Linked DNA regions of Mus musculus: all the other regions are linked to region 1. Evidence: chromatin contacts called from public HiChIP or PLAC-seq, capture Hi-C and promoter capture Hi-C data. All regions are on one chromosome and are shown on one strand. The core of a region is the stretch at or near the end of the contact, and the rest is flanking DNA. Distances in the headings are between cores, read along the strand shown.

What was found. Promoter capture Hi-C pulls out the DNA fragments that hold promoters and counts their contacts. HiChIP or PLAC-seq counts read pairs in DNA pulled down with a chosen protein or histone mark. Capture Hi-C pulls out chosen DNA fragments and counts their contacts.
Region 2: a contact with region 1 is called in an H3K4me3 HiChIP or PLAC-seq map of embryonic stem cells, with 4 times the contacts expected there. The contact joins the enhancer-like site here to the promoter of Poldip2 in region 1. A contact is called at or near these places in 6 of 115 datasets of contacts at active chromatin or transcription factors (bone marrow-derived macrophages, embryonic forebrain, embryonic stem cells and 2 more) and 1 of 9 other capture datasets (liver).
Region 3: a promoter capture Hi-C map of hippocampal neurons shows a contact between it and region 1, with 3 times the contacts expected there. The contact joins the promoter of Lgals9 here to the promoter of Poldip2 in region 1. A contact is called at or near these places in 5 of 39 promoter capture datasets (cranial neural crest, embryonic stem cells, hippocampal neurons and 1 more), 1 of 484 Hi-C or Micro-C datasets (liver), 8 of 115 datasets of contacts at active chromatin or transcription factors (bone marrow-derived macrophages, craniofacial prominence, large pre-B cells and 5 more) and 2 of 9 other capture datasets (liver and macrophages).
Region 4: a contact with region 1 is called in an H3K4me3 HiChIP or PLAC-seq map of the SCID.adh cell line, with 9 read pairs. The contact joins the enhancer-like site here to the promoter of Poldip2 in region 1. A contact is called at or near these places in 7 of 39 promoter capture datasets (the 3T3-L1 cell line, cranial neural crest, embryonic stem cells and 2 more), 2 of 15 datasets of contacts at CTCF or cohesin (embryonic stem cells and pro-B cells), 1 of 484 Hi-C or Micro-C datasets (embryonic stem cells), 21 of 115 datasets of contacts at active chromatin or transcription factors (the SCID.adh cell line, T-cell acute lymphoblastic leukemia, bone marrow-derived macrophages and 13 more) and 3 of 9 other capture datasets (adipose tissue, liver and pancreatic islet).
Region 5: a contact with region 1 is called in a capture Hi-C map of macrophages, with 5 times the contacts expected there. The contact joins the promoter of Nos2 here to the promoter of Poldip2 in region 1. A contact is called at or near these places in 7 of 39 promoter capture datasets (the 3T3-L1 cell line, the HPC-7 cell line, cranial neural crest and 4 more), 2 of 484 Hi-C or Micro-C datasets (CD4 T cells and CD8 T cells), 10 of 115 datasets of contacts at active chromatin or transcription factors (acute myeloid leukemia, astrocytes, bone marrow-derived macrophages and 5 more) and 5 of 9 other capture datasets (adipose tissue, embryonic stem cells, liver and 2 more).
Region 6: a contact with region 1 is called in an H3K4me3 HiChIP or PLAC-seq map of bone marrow-derived macrophages, with 5 times the contacts expected there. The contact joins the enhancer-like site here to the promoter of Poldip2 in region 1. A contact is called at or near these places in 1 of 15 datasets of contacts at CTCF or cohesin (the NIH/3T3 cell line), 8 of 115 datasets of contacts at active chromatin or transcription factors (the 230-238 cell line, the SCID.adh cell line, bone marrow-derived macrophages and 4 more) and 2 of 9 other capture datasets (liver and pancreatic islet).
Region 7: an H3K4me3 HiChIP or PLAC-seq map of the SCID.adh cell line shows a contact between it and region 1, with 9 read pairs. The contact joins the enhancer-like site here to the promoter of Poldip2 in region 1. A contact is called at or near these places in 7 of 39 promoter capture datasets (3T3-L1-derived adipocytes, the HPC-7 cell line, embryonic stem cells and 3 more), 2 of 484 Hi-C or Micro-C datasets (bone marrow-derived macrophages and cardiomyocytes), 23 of 115 datasets of contacts at active chromatin or transcription factors (the 230-238 cell line, the HPC-7 cell line, the SCID.adh cell line and 13 more) and 2 of 9 other capture datasets (adipose tissue and pancreatic islet).

The regions. Positions count from the first base shown.
Region 1 is chr11:78,510,980-78,513,647 of GRCm38.p6, reverse strand. Poldip2 (polymerase (DNA-directed), delta interacting protein 2) reads right to left here and starts at 1,352. Exons shown (of 11, transcript NM_026389.3): 1 at 1,176-1,352. The coding sequence starts at 1,336. Tmem199 (transmembrane protein 199) reads left to right here and starts at 1,480. Exons shown (of 6, transcript NM_199199.3): 1 at 1,480-1,751. The coding sequence starts at 1,541.
Region 2 is chr11:79,001,305-79,003,972 of GRCm38.p6, reverse strand. No RefSeq gene overlaps it. Among named protein-coding and RNA genes, the nearest start is that of Lgals9, 18 kb to the right of the region's middle. Within about 2 kb of position 1,357, at least 150 of the 459 cell types and tissues checked have an H3K27ac peak or open chromatin away from gene starts, as enhancers often do. A contact at or near this core is called in embryonic stem cells, where this site is marked.
Region 3 is chr11:78,983,576-78,986,243 of GRCm38.p6, reverse strand. Lgals9 (lectin, galactose binding, soluble 9) reads left to right here and starts at 1,320. Exons shown (of 10, transcript NM_001159301.1): 1 at 1,320-1,466. The coding sequence starts at 1,428.
Region 4 is chr11:78,966,291-78,968,958 of GRCm38.p6, reverse strand. It overlaps Lgals9 (lectin, galactose binding, soluble 9), which reads left to right. Exons shown (of 10, transcript NM_001159301.1): 5 at 926-961; 6 at 1,465-1,515; 7 at 2,041-2,082. Among named protein-coding and RNA genes, the nearest start is that of Lgals9, 17 kb to the left of the region's middle. Within about 2 kb of position 1,373, at least 20 of the 459 cell types and tissues checked have an H3K27ac peak or open chromatin away from gene starts, as enhancers often do. A contact at or near this core is called in the SCID.adh cell line and liver, where this site is marked.
Region 5 is chr11:78,919,446-78,922,113 of GRCm38.p6, reverse strand. Nos2 (nitric oxide synthase 2, inducible) reads right to left here and starts at 1,327. Exons shown (of 27, transcript NM_010927.4): 1 at 1,119-1,327. RefSeq lists cis regulatory regions at 1,331-1,497, 2,106-2,125, enhancers at 1,500-1,520, 2,050-2,317, 2,613-2,625 and a promoter at 1,125-2,668.
Region 6 is chr11:78,885,886-78,888,553 of GRCm38.p6, reverse strand. No RefSeq gene overlaps it. Among named protein-coding and RNA genes, the nearest start is that of Nos2, 34 kb to the left of the region's middle. Within about 2 kb of position 1,368, at least 225 of the 459 cell types and tissues checked have an H3K27ac peak or open chromatin away from gene starts, as enhancers often do. A contact at or near this core is called in the 230-238 cell line, the NIH/3T3 cell line, bone marrow-derived macrophages and 3 more, where this site is marked.
Region 7 is chr11:78,847,589-78,850,256 of GRCm38.p6, reverse strand. No RefSeq gene overlaps it. Among named protein-coding and RNA genes, the nearest start is that of Lyrm9, 22 kb to the right of the region's middle. Within about 2 kb of position 1,301, at least 26 of the 459 cell types and tissues checked have an H3K27ac peak or open chromatin away from gene starts, as enhancers often do. A contact at or near this core is called in the SCID.adh cell line and liver, where this site is marked.

The sequences.
Region 1 (2,668 bases), core at 103-2,602:
TCTTGCATATCCTGTTTCAATGCACACCTTCACCCACCCTCCGGGTCTTCCCCCCCCCCCACATGTTAACCATCCTTCCAACTTTGCATTTCAGTTCCTGGTATGCATGCCTTGAGTCCATTAAGGACCTGAGAGACATGCCTAGTGTGTAAGAGGTGCTCAAAAAGCATTTGTTCTGAGGCAAGCAGTTCTTCTGTCTCTACTTTTACCCACTGCTGCTTGGCAGTATACTCACTAAGCCTGGCATTTGCTACTTGGAAGAATTGTTCTGAACCAAAAATGGTTCCACACATCGGTAATCCCAGGGCTCTTAAGGCTAAGGCTGGAAAATAACAGGTTCTGGGCCCATCTGGCTACACAGCATGATTCTCCCAATCCTACACATTCAACTGTGCTGTAAATTCTAAGTCTTTACCCTGACCTCAGGACCTAGCATTTCTAGATTCTCAAAGGTACCCCACACAGTACACTTAGCACTGCCGTGTCTCCACCCAGTGTCTTTTCACATTTACTTGTCTTAAATAGCAAATACCTCCCTTAACCACTATCAGGTCATTTCCATCAACTTATCCTTTTAAATAGGATTAATTTTGCTATGGATCCATCAAAGCACTGTAATGTTACTTTGGAAATGTTAACTTCATAGCCAACTTTTCAATCCTGTCTGATCCCTACAAGGCTTTGTTTACACCGCCCCCCCCCCCCCGAGCCTCAACCCCTATTTCCCAAGTCACATGGGCAAAATCAGTCTCCCCAAGGTCACATGGAAACAGGACCCACAAAGGTAGACACTTAAATCGACTTGTTTCCCACAGAATAGCATATTTCTGAGAGTCACTGACCCAAAAGGGCCCGGGGATCCCTGTAGTTGTATTAAATGGCAGCCCACTCCAGGTGCCGGGGACCCCAGCCTGGGAGGCAGGATTCGCCTAAGAAGCGTTACTTGTTCTCCCTCGGAGCTGCCCTGCACTGCCAGGGCCCTGGGCAGTGCTCCCTTCTTTGCTCTTGGCACATGTCCCAAGCAGCCCGTGTCGGCTCTCTCCTCGGGACCCTTTCTCAGGTGGCACTCCGGCTGCCCAAACAGAGTCAGGCCTCCTGGCTTCCTTAGTAGCTAGGTAGAAAACGCTCCCTAGATTCTGGGCCCGGCTCCCTGGCCCCCTCTCTCCGTCCCTCACCGGGACGACAGATGCCTTCGGGTCGTCGCTGTGGCCACCGGCGGAAGGCCCCCTGCTCCACCGACCGCACACAGTGGCCTCGACCCTCGGGTCGTGGCCAGCGACCGAGACCACCAGCGGCTGCCCACTGCTAGGGCCCGTCGGGCCACACAACCAGCCATGTCCCGCCCGAGCGCCCGCTCGGCTGCTGACACAGGGCCCGACCCGCGGCGGGGCGCCGTCCCGCCCCCGCCCCACACTGCCCCGCGCCTAAGCCCCTCCCCTCGGGCCCGCCCCCCGCGGCCGCGTGGGCTCCTCCAGCTACATCCGGCGCCTGTGAGCGGAAGTCCGAGTTTGGGATCACCTGATCAGAGCGTGAGGCAGAAATGGCGTCTTCCTTGCTTGCCGGCGAACGACTGGTTCGCGCTTTGGGTCCTGGCGGAGAACTGGAACGGGAGCAGCTCCCCCGGAAGCTGCGTGCCCAGCTCGAGGCTGCTCTGGGAAAGAAACACGCGGGCAGTGATAATGCCACGGGACCCCGGCGCCTGGTTTCATTCCGTCTCATCCGAGATCTGCATCAGCACCTGAGAGAAAGAAGTGAGCGGTCCCCATTCAAGAGTCGCCGCGTTCTTTTCAGATCTAATCCCTTCTGAGGCGTATTTTCCCCCCATCACTCTCGAGTGCCTACCGAGTTCTCATATATCCAGTCCAAAAGCCTTCTCATAAACCCCAGGTTTACTACTTCCATCTTAACTTCCGTGAAAATTCTTAGTGTGTTACAAAACGTATTTTCAGATTTTGTTGAGTCCTCTTTTAGTGCCACCTAAGTCCATGTGAATTTTTTTAGGAAGTCGAGATTGTAGCCCAGTACTATCTGACAGGTTGAGTTTCTCCATTTGAGGGCCATATATCAATAGTGAGCATATCGTGTTTGGAAAAAGTGATTTTTTTTCCTTCCATCTCAAAGGTAAAGGTGCAAGCCCCAGTTTAGGGGTGAGGGTAGGGAAACGGTAACAACAACAAAAACTATTGAAAGATCTGGATTGAGTCGCATGTAGTTCTAGACATTGTAAAGAAGTCATTTCTCCTTTTCAGACCTATTTACTTATGTTAAGGTAGGGAATAGGGTAAACTGGCATGTAACTTACCTTGCCAGAGTTAACATATCCTGGCCAGAAGTGCAAAGGGTAGATGATCAACTATTTAGACTTAAGAGAATCTTAGAAAAAGATCCTCTAATACAGTGTCCGCTGAGTGTTTAGCATCACAACCCAATCCTGACTAGGACAGATCTATTATTTTCACAGAAATAACCTACCATTGGTAGTGGTGAGGTAGGGTTGGTAACGAAGACTGACAGTTAAAGTCCACTCTATGACACTAAAAAATACTTAGGTGGAATTGTCCTAAATCTTTCCTAGTTGAAAGTTATCTTGAGTAAAATGAAAAATAATTGAATAAACACAAGGAGAGAAAGAAAATGATCACAAGGTTGGGCATGGCACGTACCTGAA
Region 2 (2,668 bases), core at 108-2,607, 490 kb before region 1:
AGAAAACCCAGCATGCCCACTCCGCCGCCTGAGCGCCTGACAACCAGCTGCTCCTTAACCCCCAGTCCCCTTCGGAAGTAGACCTGCCACCAGTTTTGACTTACAGTGAGAAAACAGAGGTATTGAGACTAGAATGCTTGCCTGGTTTCACCTAACTGCCAAGGCTCCATGCACAGACTCTCCTCAGACCTGGAGCAAACTCACTTCCTTCGCAGCAGGTAGTAATTTCCATCACCATAACGCCCAACCCAAATGATTCTATTTTATTACCCCTTGAAAGGAAAGATCCCCTTAATCCCAGGGTGGGAGAACTGTGCACGGCGCTCCCTCCAGCAGAGACTCTTCATGGGTAGAGTAGACTCCTGGAGGGCTTGTGAGGCTCCGGAGCTGGCCTTCTCCCTGACCTTAACCTTGACCTGGCACCCAGTACCTATGGTCGTCTGTGCTGGATACATGAGTCATTCTTTAAGATGCATTGTTGACCCAATCAGGTGAGCATAAGACCACTGTCACAACATTTGAGCCCAATTTGAAGCAAACTTTATTAAATACTGGCCAGGAGGATGGACACTAGCCAGGTCCATACCCAGGATTCTCAGAGAGTGGCCACAAATGACGTTAGTCGGGTGCTTATAAAGACAAACCCCACAGGACTACATACTTCCTGCCTTTGTCCAACTGGAGGCAAACATACATCCTGATGTGCGTCCCGCCTCAGCAGCTACAGCTTACATCTGATCAAACACATCCTGTGCAGCTGGGCCAACCGACTTGCTTTCAGAAGTAAAGATATATGATATGGCTTCTTATCTTCCAATGAGCCACAGTGTCCAGTATTCTAGGAAGTTATCTGTCTCTGGGCAAGCAGGGCTCATGAGTTAGAGAGGTTTTTGTTTTATAGATCTTTAAGCTTGGTAATTAAGACTTAAAGCAAAACCCTAGCCCTCACAGCATCCTAAATGTGTAGCTTGGAGGGGACAACAGTGAGAAAATGTCAATTTCCAGCCATGTCCTACAACCACACAGCCCGGTTGCAATTGCTGAGGCGGCTGGAGCTACATTGTGCTAACTGTCCCTTCCTAGCTACAGCTGATGTGTTTGCTTAAGGCTTGTTACAGCCTCAAGGTGGGGAGAGTTGACGCAGCTGCTTCATCTGTTCCCTCCCCCACACTCCATTCCCAGAAATCAGCTGATATCCTTAAGAAGTTCTCCATAGCATCCGGTTCTCCCTGTAGACTTGTCCCAGAAGGAGGGAGGATTGGAGAGGGAACCAAAGGGCAGACCCTGATGAGCCTATGTCCTTGTTCTGCCTTGTAAGGGAATCTTAGCTCCCTTCGCCACACCCCTCCAGGTGTCTGCTTCCCACAGGATCAGTTTCAATTTCCCCAGGCAAGAAGCATGACTCAGCAGCTGTTCAGGCAGGAAGGCTGGGCCTACCGAACTTCAGGTTCATGCTGTACTGGACCTGGAGTCTCCTGACCTGCCCAAAATTACTAACATCATTTGTGGCCATTCTCTGGAAATCCTGGGTATGGGCCTAGCTAGTGTCCATCCTCCTGGCTAGTATTTAATAAAGCTTGCTTCAAATTGGGCTCAAACATTGTGACAGTGGTTTGATTTCCCTGTGAACATTCGAATGAAACATTGCCCAGTGAGTACAAGACACAGACGTAAACACCAAAAGAGGCACAGCTGGGAACCTGCGGCAGGAGGATTGCTATGAGTGTGAGGCTATCCAGGGCTTCAGAATGATACACTGTCCCCACAAACCAAAAGCTGGAAGAAGAGCTTCTGGGGGCAGTGAGAAAGAGGACAGCCTGTCCTAGTGACGCAGTGAGCCCCACATGTTACCCCTGACTGTCAGCCTGCAGGCATCTGGCCCCCAGTCCCTCACTAGGTGCTTTCTGGGTTATGGCTAATCCTCTCTGAGATTATGGGATAACAGTAGAGACGATGACAGCTCTAGGTCATTGCTGTCTCTGCTCATATACAGAAAGGCATGAATTTTGGTTTTTGTGGTGATGGAGGGTGGGGCAAGATCTGTGCGTGTATGTGTGTGTATACATACATATACATGTATGTGCAATATATTACACAATTTGTAATACATTGCATACATGTATGTGTATATTAGGGCTGGAGAGATGGCTCAGCAGTTAATAGCTTGCTGCTCTTGCAAAGAGCCTGGATTTGATTCCCAGCATCCACATGGTTGCTCACAAGGGTCCCTAACTCCAGCTCCAGGATATCTCACACCCTCTTCTGATATCCATGGGCGCTGCACAAACAGGCATGCATGCAGATAAAACACTTGTACACATGAGTAAAAATAAATCTTGGGGCTGGAGAGATGGCTCAGTGGTTAAGAGCACTGACTGCTCTTCCGGAGAACCTGAGTTCAATTCCCAGCAACCACATGGTGGCTCGCATCCATCTGTAATGGGATCTGATGCCCAATTCTGCTGTGTCTGAAGAGAGCAATAGTGTACTCATATACATAAAAAAAATAAATAAATCTTTAAAAAAAATTTTTTTTTTTTATAAAAGGTGGTAATGGTCTTGTTCTTGCCTAGTGTGATTAACACCTTTCTCACTGATGGGAGTCCTCCCCTCAGAAGGGTCCCCTGTGCCACTTCCCAGTCAGCTTGCACTCCTCCCAGGTGTAACT
Region 3 (2,668 bases), core at 71-2,570, 470 kb before region 1:
AACTCATAACCTAAGCTGCAGGAGCTGGGTTTTGGTTTTGTGTTTTTGTTTAAGGCAGGGAAAGGCTGGTGATGTAGTTCAGTTGGTGGAGTGCATGTCTAGCTCATAGGAAGCCTTAGGTCCTAACCCCGGCACCATCAGGTAGAGGTGAGTCATAGGTATAATCCAAGCACTTGGGAGGTAGAGGCAGGAGGATCAGAAGTTCAAGGTTGGGGCTGGAGAGATGGCTCACTGGTTAAGAGCGCTAATTGCCCGAAAAACAAAAACAAAACAAAACAAAAAACAAAGACAAAAACAAAAAACCAAAAAAAAGAGCACTGACTGTTCTTATGAAGGTCCAAAGTTCAAATCCCAACAACCACATGGTGGCTTACAACCATCTGTAATGACATCTGACATCCTCTACTGGTGTGTCTGAAGACAGCTACAGTGTACTTACATATAAATAAAAAATAAAAATTATTAAAAAAAAGAAGAAGTTCAAGGCCATCCTTGGCTACATACTGGGTTCAAAGCCAGCCTGGTCTACATGAAGAAAAGGAGGAAGTGGGGAGGGAGGAAAGGAGGAGGGAGCAATTATGTATGTTGTAGACTAGGCATGCTGGGAATTCATGATGGGTCATCTCTCCTGGCTTCAAAACTATTTCAAATATTTCCTAGGGTCTCCTCCCTTGTCACTTGGAATATTCTACTGTGTCCAAAGTATGTTTCCTCTTCTTACCCCAAAACAGAGGGACAGAGGGGAGAGACAAGGAGAACAGACAAATTCACAGGCAGATGGCAATGAAGTTCCCAGGGCCCCCACATAGTCCACATTAACAACCTCAGCGGTGGTGTGTTTCTTGCAAAATAGCTCTCCATGGTTAAGCTTTCACACCAGGGAGAGATGCTTCTTGGAAGCCTACAGCATCACAGAGATTTCGGAGTGCCCGTAAGGAGTTGTGTAACCTTGCTCATGCTGCCCCTTGGTCTTTCTGAGCACTGTTTTCTCTGCACATACAAAGGTCTGAGGAAGGTCTTTTCCACGGATGCCCACCCAGAGGACAAATGAAGGCTCAGCTCTGCTAGATGGGGTGAGGAAGCAGGCTCAGAAGCACAGCCACTTCTGGCCGAGGCTGTCGAGGAACGCCTGCTGGCCATGTGACTGGTTCTCTGGGCAGAGCACAGGAAGGGAAAGTCAAGGCAGAGCAGGGAACACCCAGTGTCCACTGGTCCTAGGTCCTCCCACTGAGTCCCACCTCCAGCCCTCCACCCTGACATCAGCTTTCTTTTTCTCTAGACACTTCCCTCAGCCACTGAGCTCCTCCCCTTGAAGAAGTGCCAAATAGCTGTGGTTTCTGTTTCCTAGCTCAGCCCTGCCCTGCGCAGAGTTCTGTCGTCCACCATCGAGTGAGGAAGAGAGCATTGGTTCCCCTGAGATAGAAGAGATGGCTCTCTTCAGTGCCCAGTCTCCATACATTAACCCGGTGAGTTGTGGGATGCAGTTGTGGGGTGATTGAGGAAAAGCTAACGGCCACATCCAGGGGAAGTTGCTCTGGACCTGTGGGGAAACAACGGAGTGGCACAGATAGAGGGTGGGGTGTCCTGCAGACAGCACATAAGGGACAAACATGCCAGGCATGTCAGCTGGGTCATCCTGATGCAGCTCGTGTCTCATGCTAGGCTTGCTGTGCCTCTGAGGACCCAAGGGTGCCACTCACTATGATTTATGAGGTGAATTAACATGTGCCTGTTCCATGCTACCTGGTAGCATCTACAAAGGAAGGAGACGGTTTATATGATGATGTGGATGGGCTTGTTGGGGGTGGGGGGAGGTAGCAGGTAGCAGATATTCACATGACACTTAAAGTGTCTGCCTTAGAGAGGATCTCTGTTCAGCCATTTACAAACTAGGTGATGTCGCACGCGCAGTACTTTCTCCTCTCTGTATCTGTAAAATGGAAATAATACTTAGTCTGTCTCCTGAGGTTAAAACAAGGAGAAAGCAGATAGCACACGTGGGTGTTTAAACAGCACCTGGAACATGGAGGTGTCTTGGGAGTGCACGGGAGGGGAACAGGGAAGCCCTCCCCTCTGTTCTCCAAGGGCCACATCAGAATTCACCCAAGAACACTTCCAGAGTGTGTGCAGACAGGCAAGTAGGGACTGTCTTTTAGTGCAGGGTGCAAAGGGCTGCCTTGGGCTCCTTTTTCCACCCCCTGTCTATAGGTGGTTTTGTTTATACACTAGGAAGCTTAGTAGCCACACTGTAAGTGGAGACACTGAGACTTTGAGAGGTCGAGGCCTTGCCACATGTCCTCAGATGGTGGGTGACAGCGAAGGAAAGTGCTTTTCCCAGAAGAGGGGATGCTCATGGGGAGATGGCAGTAATGGAGACGAAAGTGATGCTCCCAGGAACCTTCTGTAGAGTCGCCGTGTGTGCAGGTGGGAGATAGCAGGGTCTGTAGGTGAGCTGGCTGCCAGAGCCCAGCGTCAGAGCCTGATCTAGCACGGCTCTGGGCTTTGCTTGGGGCTACCAGTGTCCTCAGCCACAGGGTTAAGGCTTCTAACTTGGGACCTGCATGGAAGGTAGATGGGAAAGCTAGAAGGGACTGTCCAGTGTCTCTGTGGGGCCTTCAAGGGCAGGACGTGTCACAGGGGCATGATACACCCACTCTGGTTTCCCACC
Region 4 (2,668 bases), core at 124-2,623, 460 kb before region 1:
GTTTAAATAACACTCAAGAGTTTTTTTCTGGCCCACCTTATGTTATGGTGGACTTGTCACTTGTTTGTGCTGTGTGGGACACAGCATCCTTTGCATGTGCACCTTCTTCAAGTTACCCACCTTCTCCATGCCCAGGAATCCTGGAAGACTGGCACCAGGGCTTGTTTGTTCATTTATGTATTTCCAGCTCCTTACTTGGTGCTGGCACGCAATAGAGACTCAGAACATGGATTTTTTTTTTTTTTTTTGAATAGTCAGGGAGAACAGGAAGCTAAAAACGGAGGGAGGGATATATGCTGGGATGGCGGTGGGATGTGGGTAGGGAGGAAAGGCCAGCAGCTCTGTGGTCACTCAGGCAGTTGCGGTTCATGATGGCCTGAAATGTCACTTGCCTTCTGCCATACTAACTCTAGGTCTGGCAGGGGATCTGGAAGCCATTGCAGGGTAGCCCAATGTTGACCCTGGCCTGGGAGGATATGGGACATGTAGATGCAATGTGACTTAGCTGGGTTCCCTTGGGATCTTCTTACTCAGTGCCTGGGCCAGCCAGGGCAAGTTGCTTAACCTTTCTGAGCCTCGGACCTCAGCAGGGGGATGGGAGTCAAGGACGCTGGCCTCCTTGGAAAGCACTGAAGCTGTGTGCTCAGTACCCAACAAAGCTAAATGCTAACCAAGTGGGGATCTGGGAGTGTGGCTCACACCTCTGTGGGCCCAGAGAAGCCATGTGGCCAGGCGGGTTGAGTCCTCTCTCAGGGGGCCAGGTACCCCCTCTGCATCCTTGAGAGGGTGAGAATTTAAGTGCTGTGCGGCAGGCTCAGGAAGGAGGTGATACTGACCACTAGGACAACACCTGAACTTTGAGGTCACCTCTCACCCCATGTGATCCCAGAGATAACCACCCTCCCCCTCCCTTGATCCTTTTCAGACTCAGAACTTTCGTCCTGCCCACCAGGCACCCATGGTAAGTCCTCCGCTTGTGTGTGTGTGTGTGTGTGTTTAGAACCTCTTCTTTATGGCTCCAGCATCCCTCATAAGGGCAGACAAGACAACACACACTCCTTACCCCCCAGGCCTCAGGGATATTGGTGGGAGGGGGCTGCAGGTGTGCTTGGCTGGCTCTGATCAAATAGAGAGAACAATGCTGGGGGTGAATTCTGTTGGTGGAGTAGAGTGTTTGAGTAGCGCACACAAATCCCTGAGTTTATCCTCAGTATCCCTCAACAATACATGGTGGTGGCACACAGCTGGATTCCAAGCACTGGCAAGGCTGGTGGGCATAACTCTAACCATAATCTATCTTCCGCTCCCCAGCCCTAGTGTATATGGGTGTCTGGGAGGGACTGTGGTGAAAGACCTGCCTGATTACAGTCCAAGCTTCAGGCTTACGGGTGGATATTATGCAGCGCCCTCTGGTGACAGGTAGTAGTCCTTGTAACGGTGAGAAACCATTTCTTTTTTTCCCAGGCTCAAACTACCATCCATATGGTTCACAGCACCCCTGGACAGATGTTCTCTGTAAGTCTAAAATTTTTGGTTACCTCACAGCCCTACCACTTTCCTTTAGTCAATGGCATAATTCCCTAGAGTCACAAAGTTGGAACCAAAGTACTTAGGACAGACATGGAGAAAGCTGGGGCTGGGCCCTCTGCTAAGAAGAACAGCCCAAACTCTCCTGGGGACAACAGACACTCAGAAGCAGTCTTTATAGGACTATAACTGGCAGGCATTCTGGTTCTCCAGTTGCCCAGGCTGGAGTGTGGTGGCCCCAGACCCTAGCTTGCTAACTAAGCTCAAACCCCCACCGAGTCACTACTGACAGCCAGTCTATCTGTCCTTCCCCTACACAGTGCAGGTGGGAGACCCTGAGTTGATGGGGATGCATGGGAAGTGGCTAAAAGACAAGGGACTGTCGTGGGCTCCAGGAAAAACGCCAGGAAGTTCTGTGTCTGCTGGTGTGACAGAGAAGAGGGACGGGAGGCTCCGAGGGCTGGCTGTTGAAGGTCCCTTGGAGTGTGTGTCACTCGTGTGTCTCTTCCACAGACTCCTGGAATCCCTCCTGTGGTGTACCCCACCCCAGCCTATGTAAGTGGTTTCCTGTGGAGCTCTGGAGCTTTGGCTCATGTTGGGCAGGGTGAGAGGTGAGGGCTTTGTGGGAGAGTTCTCTGACTGACATGACCAGTGAAGGTTCCTGCACCCAGGTAAACAGTTCAAGTATCTATCAGTAGACAGTTGGAAAAGAGCTTTCAACTTTAAAATGGCCCCTTCAGCATGAGCAAATTGTAGACCCGCCTTAGACACCATGACCAAGGCACCTTACAGAAGGAAGAGTTTAATTTGGGGCTTACAAGCTCATGACCATCACAGCAGGGAACCTGGCAGCAAAGAGGCAGGCACAACACCGAAGCAGTAGCTGAGAGCTCGCATTTTGTAGGAGGCCGGGGTTGAGGGGTAGAGGAGGCTGGGAATGGTACAGGTCATTTGAAACCTCAAAGCTTAAACCCCAGCGACACATTTTCTCCAACAAGACCACACCTCCCAATCCTTCACAAACAGTCCCATCAACAGGGGACCAACTATTTAAATATATGAGCCTCTGGATGGTGGAGGGAGGGGCATTCTCATTAAACCCCAACACCCCAACAAGACATTTGTGCCCCAACAATATTCC
Region 5 (2,668 bases), core at 78-2,577, 410 kb before region 1:
CTAAGGCTAGCACAGAAGTGCTCTCTCTCCATGCTTGCACTCGGCAGTTTTATTTGGAGTTGAAATCTTGTGGGACAGACTCCAGTTCTACAAAGACACATAACAAACCAAACTTGGGATAACTTGGGATGCCACATAGCCACCTACCAAGGACAGCAAGCATCCACAAGCTTCCTTAGGACAATTCAGTTTCTCTTGGCAGGAGTTACTCCATGGCCTCCAGCAAGGTGGGCAGGAGCTGGGGTCACTAATACAGGAGTGTGTGCATCTGCCTGACCCTTCCTGCCACCTGCTGACCAGAGAGAGGGGCAAGCACTTGTCATTAGTACCCTTCCCTCTGGACCTGCACTTGGGGCTAGCACTCAAGTCCTGGCCACCTTTCCTTTGATTTGGGAGTCATCACGCATCCTGAGCCAAGGACACTAGGTCACATGTTCCTTCTTCTTCTTTGTTACTTGAGAAGAAGTCAATGATTTGTATAAAAGAGCATTAAACTCTCCAGAGTTGAGATTATATCCTTTACGAAAAAGACAAGAAATAGAAAGTGGAACTGCCCTGAGAGTATGTGGCTTCTCCTTGGCGAGTGCCCTCCCTGAGGAAAGATATACTTGGAAGATACGGGGGGGGGGGGTACAAGAACCCACCTAAGGGGAACAGTGAAACTCAGAGTCCCGATGAACTGGACCCTACCCTGAGTTTTTCTAGTTACTCATCTAAATCAAGTTAGTTAACTGAAACTCATTGCTTCACTCCTAAAATGGGATTAATAATAACCATCTTATCAGATCTGGGTGGGGCAGAGGGCACATCTCATAAAGATGAGTAAAGTAAGCTATATGTATTAACACCACCCCCCCCAGCCTATTCGGAGCTTTCTAGAAAGTTTATCCTTTGTAGTGTAATCACCACAGTAAACATTTGCAGAGAAGAAATCTGACCACACGCCCTGTTCAACTGGCAGACCCTTCTGTGGGTGTGCTTCTTACACCTTCCATATCAGCTTCAGTCCAGCCACAAAAAGAGGGGTGGGGTGGGGGGAGAAGGGAAAGCCTGGTTTTCTGGGCTTTCCCAAGCAGGAAGACACTCCTAAGAGCAGCTGTCCCCAACACAAGACTCACCTTGCAGTTGACTAGGCTACTCCGTGGAGTGAACAAGACCCAAGCGTGAGGAGCCTCAGAAGTGTCTCTAACAGCTCAGTCCCTTCACCAAGGTGGCTGAGAAGTTTCAAACCAGTGACACTGTGTCCCGTGGGGCCAGAGTCTCAGTCTTCAACTCCCTGTAAAGTTGTGACCCTGGCAGCAGCCATCAGGTATTTATACCCCTCCAGGCTCTGCAGAGCTATTTTGCATAACTGTTCCCAAAGGGAGAGTCCCCAGTTGGGTGTGCAAGTTAGCTCATTCATGATGGACACTCCTAGTCTGTGTGCTTGATTACATCACTCTGTGGTGTATCCTCATGCAAGGCCATCTCTTCCTGGTCGCCCGTCCAAGGCAGTGGCCCCTAGGCAGCACGTAGTCACTTCAAAACTGGGACTCACTAGGGAGGGAGGCTGGCTTTTCTTAGCTAAACCACATACCCTGGCTTGCAGCTGCTGAGGGATTTTGTTCTGGGCACGGAGCTCTCTGGCTTTCTGTCTGTTCTCTCAGTGAGGTTAGATGGTGCCAATATTCCAACACGCCCAGGACACATTCATCAGGAGGTTTTCTAGAAAGGATGGAAGGCAAGCTGTGGGCACAGATGCCGTCTGACCAGCATTTCCCCACTAGTAGTAAGTCAGCTTGGGCAGAATAGTGGATGGGCTGTGCTGAGTGAAGCCTTTTTATTTTTTTTCTCAGTGGCATTCTCTCTCTCTCTCTCTCTCTCCCTCTCTCTCTCTCTCTCTCTCTCTGTGTGTGTGTGTGTGTGTGTGTGTGTGTGTGTGGTGTGTGTGTGTTTGTATGTGTGGGTGACTTCTTATATATAGGATTATAATGTCCTACCTGGGTGTGGTGGCATAAGCCTTTAATCCCGGGATTCAGGAGACAGAGAAAGGCTGATCCCTGAGTTTGGGCTAGCCTGGTCTACAGAGTAAGTTCTAGGATAAGCCAGGAACACTACACAGAAAAACCCTGTTCTGAGAAACAAACAAAAACGAATAAATTATAATTTCTTACAATGCTTCCAATAAAGCATTCACACATGGCATGGAATTTTCCATTATGAAAGTGAAATATTGACAGTGTTAGGGGAAAAGGAACAAACAGAGAGAGGGAAAATCCCCCTAGCACATCCTGCCAGGGTCCACTCATCTTCGCATGGTCCCCAAAGTCAGCTCAGCCTCGTGTTTTGCCCTTGTCTGAGGTACACAGACTAAGTCACCCAAAAAGTGTGTGGCCTCAATAGTTGGGAGAACAAATAAATTGTTGATTGAATAAATGAATTACAAATCAAGTAATTGGGCTGGGGAGATGGCTCAGTTGGTAAAGTGCTTGCCTTGCATGTACAAGGACCTAAGTTCAAAAGCTGGGCATGGGTTGGTGAGATAAGGAATTTACACACACACACACACACACACACACACACACACACACACACACACACAAACACACACACACACACACACACCAGTCAATAGGTCAATGATAAAATGCTGGGTGTGGTGACACACACTTGCAATAAGTTCTGGGGA
Region 6 (2,668 bases), core at 119-2,618, 370 kb before region 1:
AGAGAGCACAAGAGGATGTTGGATCCCCTGGAGTTAGAGATACAGGTAGTTGTGAGTCACTCAACATGAGTGTTAGAAATTGAACTTGGGTTCTCTTCCTCTGGAATAGCAACTAAATACTCTTAACTACTAAGTTATCATCCCAGTAAATTTTAATTTTTTTTAATTTGAGAAGACTAGGAGATTAAGTTAGCCACATCAATCTGGTTATATGGATACACAGTGGCATTTCAGGTTATTCATTAGTACTCATATTTTATCTATTTTGTTTTGTTTTTAAGATTTATTTATTTATTTTATGCATATGAGCACACTGTTGCTGTCTTCAGACACACCAGAAGAGGGCATCTTATCCCATTACAGATGGTTGTGAACCACCATGTAGTTGCTGGGAATTGAACTCAAGACCTCTGGAAGACCTTAACCTCTGGAAGTCTGTGCTCTTAACCACTGAGCCACCTCTCCAGCCCCTTGTTTTGTTTTGTTTTGTTTTGTTTTTTTTTTTTTGAGACAGTTTCTCTGTACAGCCCTGGCTGTCCTAGAACTCACTTTGTAGACCAGGCTGGCCTTGAACTCAAAGATCCGCCTTCCTCTGCCTCCAAGCATACTGAGACTGTGGGTGTGCACGAGCACTGGCCAGCTAGTACTTGTGTTTTTTAAAAATGTTACTTATTTAATGTGTATTTGTGTGCACCATATATGTGCAGTGCCAGAGGAGGTCTAAAGACAATATTGGATCCCCTGGGACTGGAATAACAGGCAGTTGTGCACCACTAAGTGACTGCTGGGAACCAAACCTTGATCTTAATCCCTCAGCCATCTCTCCAGCTGCTAGTTCAAAAGAGATGGCTACATGGAGCTATGAACTAAATTCCTTGCCACTAAAGGAGGAAGAGAAAGGAAGGGGGAGGGGAAGGGAGGGGCGGCTAGGAGCAAGAGATCTGAGAGCAAGGTATCTGTTTTTAATTCTGCGCTCCTCCCTTGTGAACGGCAGGGTTTATTAATCCAAAGAGGCTGGAGGACCCCCCTGCAAATGCCCATCATGGTTGCTAGAAGGGTTGCTATGATACTCAGCCTTTGCATAGGCAATCACAGTACCAGCAGCTGCAAAAGAAAAGGCAGCCAGAGTGCCCCAGAAACACTCTGTCTTTGAATATAAAATCAAACATTGCAACTGGGCCAGCTTGTCTGCTGGTGAGGGTGGAAGAAAAGCCTAGGGCCGGGATGTTTGCCTCTGAGCCGGGATGACTCTTCCTAGAGTTGTCAGGCCTGGCTGGTTTCCACTACCCAGCAGGATTGTGCTGTGACAATGCCAAAACAAGCAGACTGGGAATTCCCTCCAGCTGAAGCCTCTGCTCAGGCACTGCGCTCCACACTGGTGTTTTCACTTTCTCTTTCTCCCCAGCATCACACGGGGTAATACAGCATTGTGCAAGCTGTAGCAGAAACAAGCTTCCCGGGGGGGGGGGGGGGGGGGGGGGGGGGGATTTTGGGTGTCTTGTATTATCTTCACAAAGCTCCTCTTTCTGGAAGTCCAGTTGAGGTACCGCCTGCCTCTGAACTGATGTTGAAAGGATCTGAGCCATGGGTTCAGGCCTGGTGTGGGTGATCAGTTAGAAGTGAGTGACCTCATTAGACTCCACAGGCTCATGTTTCCATGGTAAGGCCCAAACCAAACCACAGGCTGTCAATCAGGCCTCTGGGCAAGAGAGGCCACAAGAGAATCTGTGAGGCTGCCCACCCAGTGATGGAGCCCCTGCCCTCAATTCTGGCAAACTCCAGCTGCTCAGGTGACCCCAGTTAGAAGAGCAGGTGAGTGAGCCCCTGCCAGCTGAGCTGCCCCACTCCCTAGATTTGGGTCCCTAAGACTATTCTACTCTCCCCCTGATCCCATCCCACCTTACTGGCTTGCCCATGGCCACACCAGTCAGAAGAACAGACTCCAGCTGCTCAGGTGCAAGCCACACCCATCAGAAAAACAAAAACCACCCCCCTCTGCTGCACCAAAGGCCAAGCAAGTTACCAAAAGTCCAGCCCCAAACCTGGTCAGAGATTCCCTAGTGGTTCAGAGTTCAAATAAACTGCTAAGAATGCATGCCACGGAAACCAAAGAGGAATCAGAAATCAAGGAGCAAAGCACTCATCCAACAAGGACAAACTCAGAAATCAGCATCTAGACCTACAATCATCCCAAATCCAGATGCCTAACTGCCAGAGTAGGAACACAGCAGCCAGAGCAGTGCGACACCATCAGAGCCCAGCTATCCTATGACAGCCAGACCTGAATATTTCAATGCAGCTGGAGCGCGAGAAGATGACCTTAAAACCAACTTTACGAAGATAATAGAGGCCTTTAAAAAAGAAATGGGAAAAATAAAATCCCTTAAAGAAATCAAAGAAAAGACAAGCAAAAAAAAAAAAAAAAAAAAAAAATTGAAGAACCTGTGGTCTAATGTCCCAGTGACCTGCTGGGTGCCTGCTTGCTCCTCTGAAAGTGCTTCTGAAAGAGTGTGCGCCCCTCCTGCTCTGCCTGATTCTCAAACCCATGAAAGGTTTATATGTCATCATTTCTATTCTTGCCTTGAGTTCTAAGAAGCCCAGATCAAATCCCCCCTCCTCTCCGTTGCCCTCTCTTTCTGACAAGATCTTGCTATGCGGCTTGGCTGGC
Region 7 (2,668 bases), core at 52-2,551, 340 kb before region 1:
TTCTTCCAATCGCTGGCTGGGATTATAGGAACACAACAACAATAACAGTAACAATGATTTTATTGTTATTATTATAAATAAAATGTAACTTTAAAACAATAAATAGGAGTTGGAGAATTGACTCAGCAGTGATGGGCACTTGGTGCTCTTGGCAGAGGGCTCAGCTACCGTTCCCAGGATCCACACGGTGGCTCCCAACCATCTGTAGCTGTAGTCAGGCATTCACACACATGGCACACTTAGCATGCATGTGAGCCAAGCACTCAAACATTTAAAATAAAGAATAGGGCTGGTGAGATGGCTCAGTGGTTAAGCACTGACTGCTCTTCCAAAGGTCCTGAGTTCAAATCCCAGCAACCACATGGTGGCTCACAACCATCTGTAATGAGATCTGACACCCTCTTCTGGTATGTCTAAAGACATCTACAGTGTACTTATATATAATAATAAATAAATATAAAAATAAATTAATTAAATAAAATAAAATGAATAAGTCTTGCCAGGTGGTGGTAGAATTCAGGAGGCAGAGGCAGGTGGATCTCTGAGTTAGAGGCCAGCCTGGTCTTCAGAGCAAGTTCCAGGACAGCCAGGGGTATACACAAAGCAACAGTTTTTTTAAAAAAATCTAACTAATTAAGTATAATGGAAATAAGCTTGCTACATATTAGCTTATTCTATAGAAAGTAACTATAATCTAGGCTGGTTTTGAGCTCATTGCAGCCTCCTGCCTCAGTTTCCACATAGTCTTCTTGATACTACATCAAAACTGTAAGCACTGATAAAATAGTAACAGAGACACTTACAGGAACAAGAGGCAAAGTTCTCACGCCCTGAGTCCACCAAGAGCGCTAACCATTGAGTCTTTCTCCTCCTTAGTAAACAATGTATGATGCACATCTGCCCCTATTTCCTTATATCTTATCACAAGGGAAAACCCGACCAGGTAGAGGACAGTGCTATGATGTCTGCAGGAACAAGCTGGCCATTGACCTGTCATACACAGGAAAGTCCCACCATGAGGAAGAAAGTCCGTAAAGCACTACCCAGTCCCCAAAGCCCCAGCCCGCCTCTGGCCACCTGGTAAATGGCTTGCTGTCAGCTGCAGCCCCATGCTGGGTCTTCTTCCTTAGTCCCATTTCTAATTAAGCCGTTGCTTGGCAGCTCCGTTGTACCATAGCCTCCGTTTTTGTTTCTGTGATCACTGGGATCGGGAACTGCCTGGTGACTCTGGTGGGTGTGCGAGATAATGCCAGGGCAGGTGCAATGCACTGGACCTCAGGCCTCCAGACACCATCTCCTCCAGCAGCTAGGCAACCTCCCCGGTGTGCTTGTATTCTTCCCCAGAGTAGGGCTGTAATGGCCCCAGCAGGAGAGGAGACATCCTAGAGACATTAATGTCCTTCATCAGTTAGAATATTTGGACTATGGGCCCCAAGGAAATTCCCTCAGAAATCCCGTGCTGGGAGAGTCAGAGGCAGGTAATCAATCTTTCTCCCCCTTCCTTCCTCCCTCTACCCCACCGGCCCCTTTTCCTCTTTCCAAAAACCAAAGTGCATAAACCACACCCTTTTCTTGCCTTTCTTGGTAGCTGGGGAATTCCCAGAGCACTGGAGACCTGAGTGGCAGACTCCATAGCTTGTGGACCTGGAGCCCCAGAGTTTCTAGACTCTGGCAGAGTAGGAAGAACACACCCACTTTTTCCCTGGAATCCTTTCCTCTTCTCTCTTAATTCCCATTCAAGTTAGGTCATGAGATGCTGACCTGTGGTGTTTGAGTTGGGGCACCGGACTTTGTCCTTTTTGGATCTTGCTATCAAATGTCCTACAGGTTAGGATGCCATAGTCCTGCTGTGTTCAAGCCAAGAGTGGCAGGAGGCAGACTTCTCTTAAGACTGGCCATCCTGGGTTAAAAAAATCACTGGCAGGGGACTAAGGTAGCATGTGAAAGTCTCTTGCTGTGTGTGTGTGTGTGTGTGTGTGTGTGTGTGTGTGTGTGTGTGTGTGTGTGTGTGTGTGTGTGTGTATGTTTTTTCTTTCTCTTTCCTGTCTTCCTTTCCATACTGGCTCCCATTTCCCACAAACCAGTCTGCTTTCATAACCTCTAAACAGCCTTTGCGGAAAATAATTTCTTGATTGCTATCAGGTCCAAAGTTTCATACACACACACACCACTACCCCAATGGCAGTCCTGGCAACAAACGTTCTAAATAGAAGAACTTTGGCCAGAAAAACACAAGCCAGAAGGTAGGTTTCTGTTTACCAGAAACCTCCCTTGATCCATTATCTGCCAGGATCTCTCTTCATCTACCACAAAGGTCAGCTACGTCAGGCAAGAGCATCTAGTTCCTGGTCAATAATGCCTGAATCTCTCGAAGCCCCCTATGTTTGCTGACTGCCGTAGGAAATCTGCTTGCCTTTCTCCATCTTGCTCTGCCCCCTGCCCAGAGATTAGTTTGGGCAGTTTGGTCCCCAGCAAATTTTTCTTTTTAGCCATGAGAGGTCTAGTTTGGTGGTTTCACTGTGCCCTCCCTTATAATCCTTGGACAATCCAGCTGAGACCTGTCACCATGAGATCCAGAGCCTTGTACTGTCACCTTGTACAGGAGCTAGAGTCTAGTCTCTGTAAGCCAGGGCTCTACACTCAGTGCTTTTCCTTGTAAAACACCTTA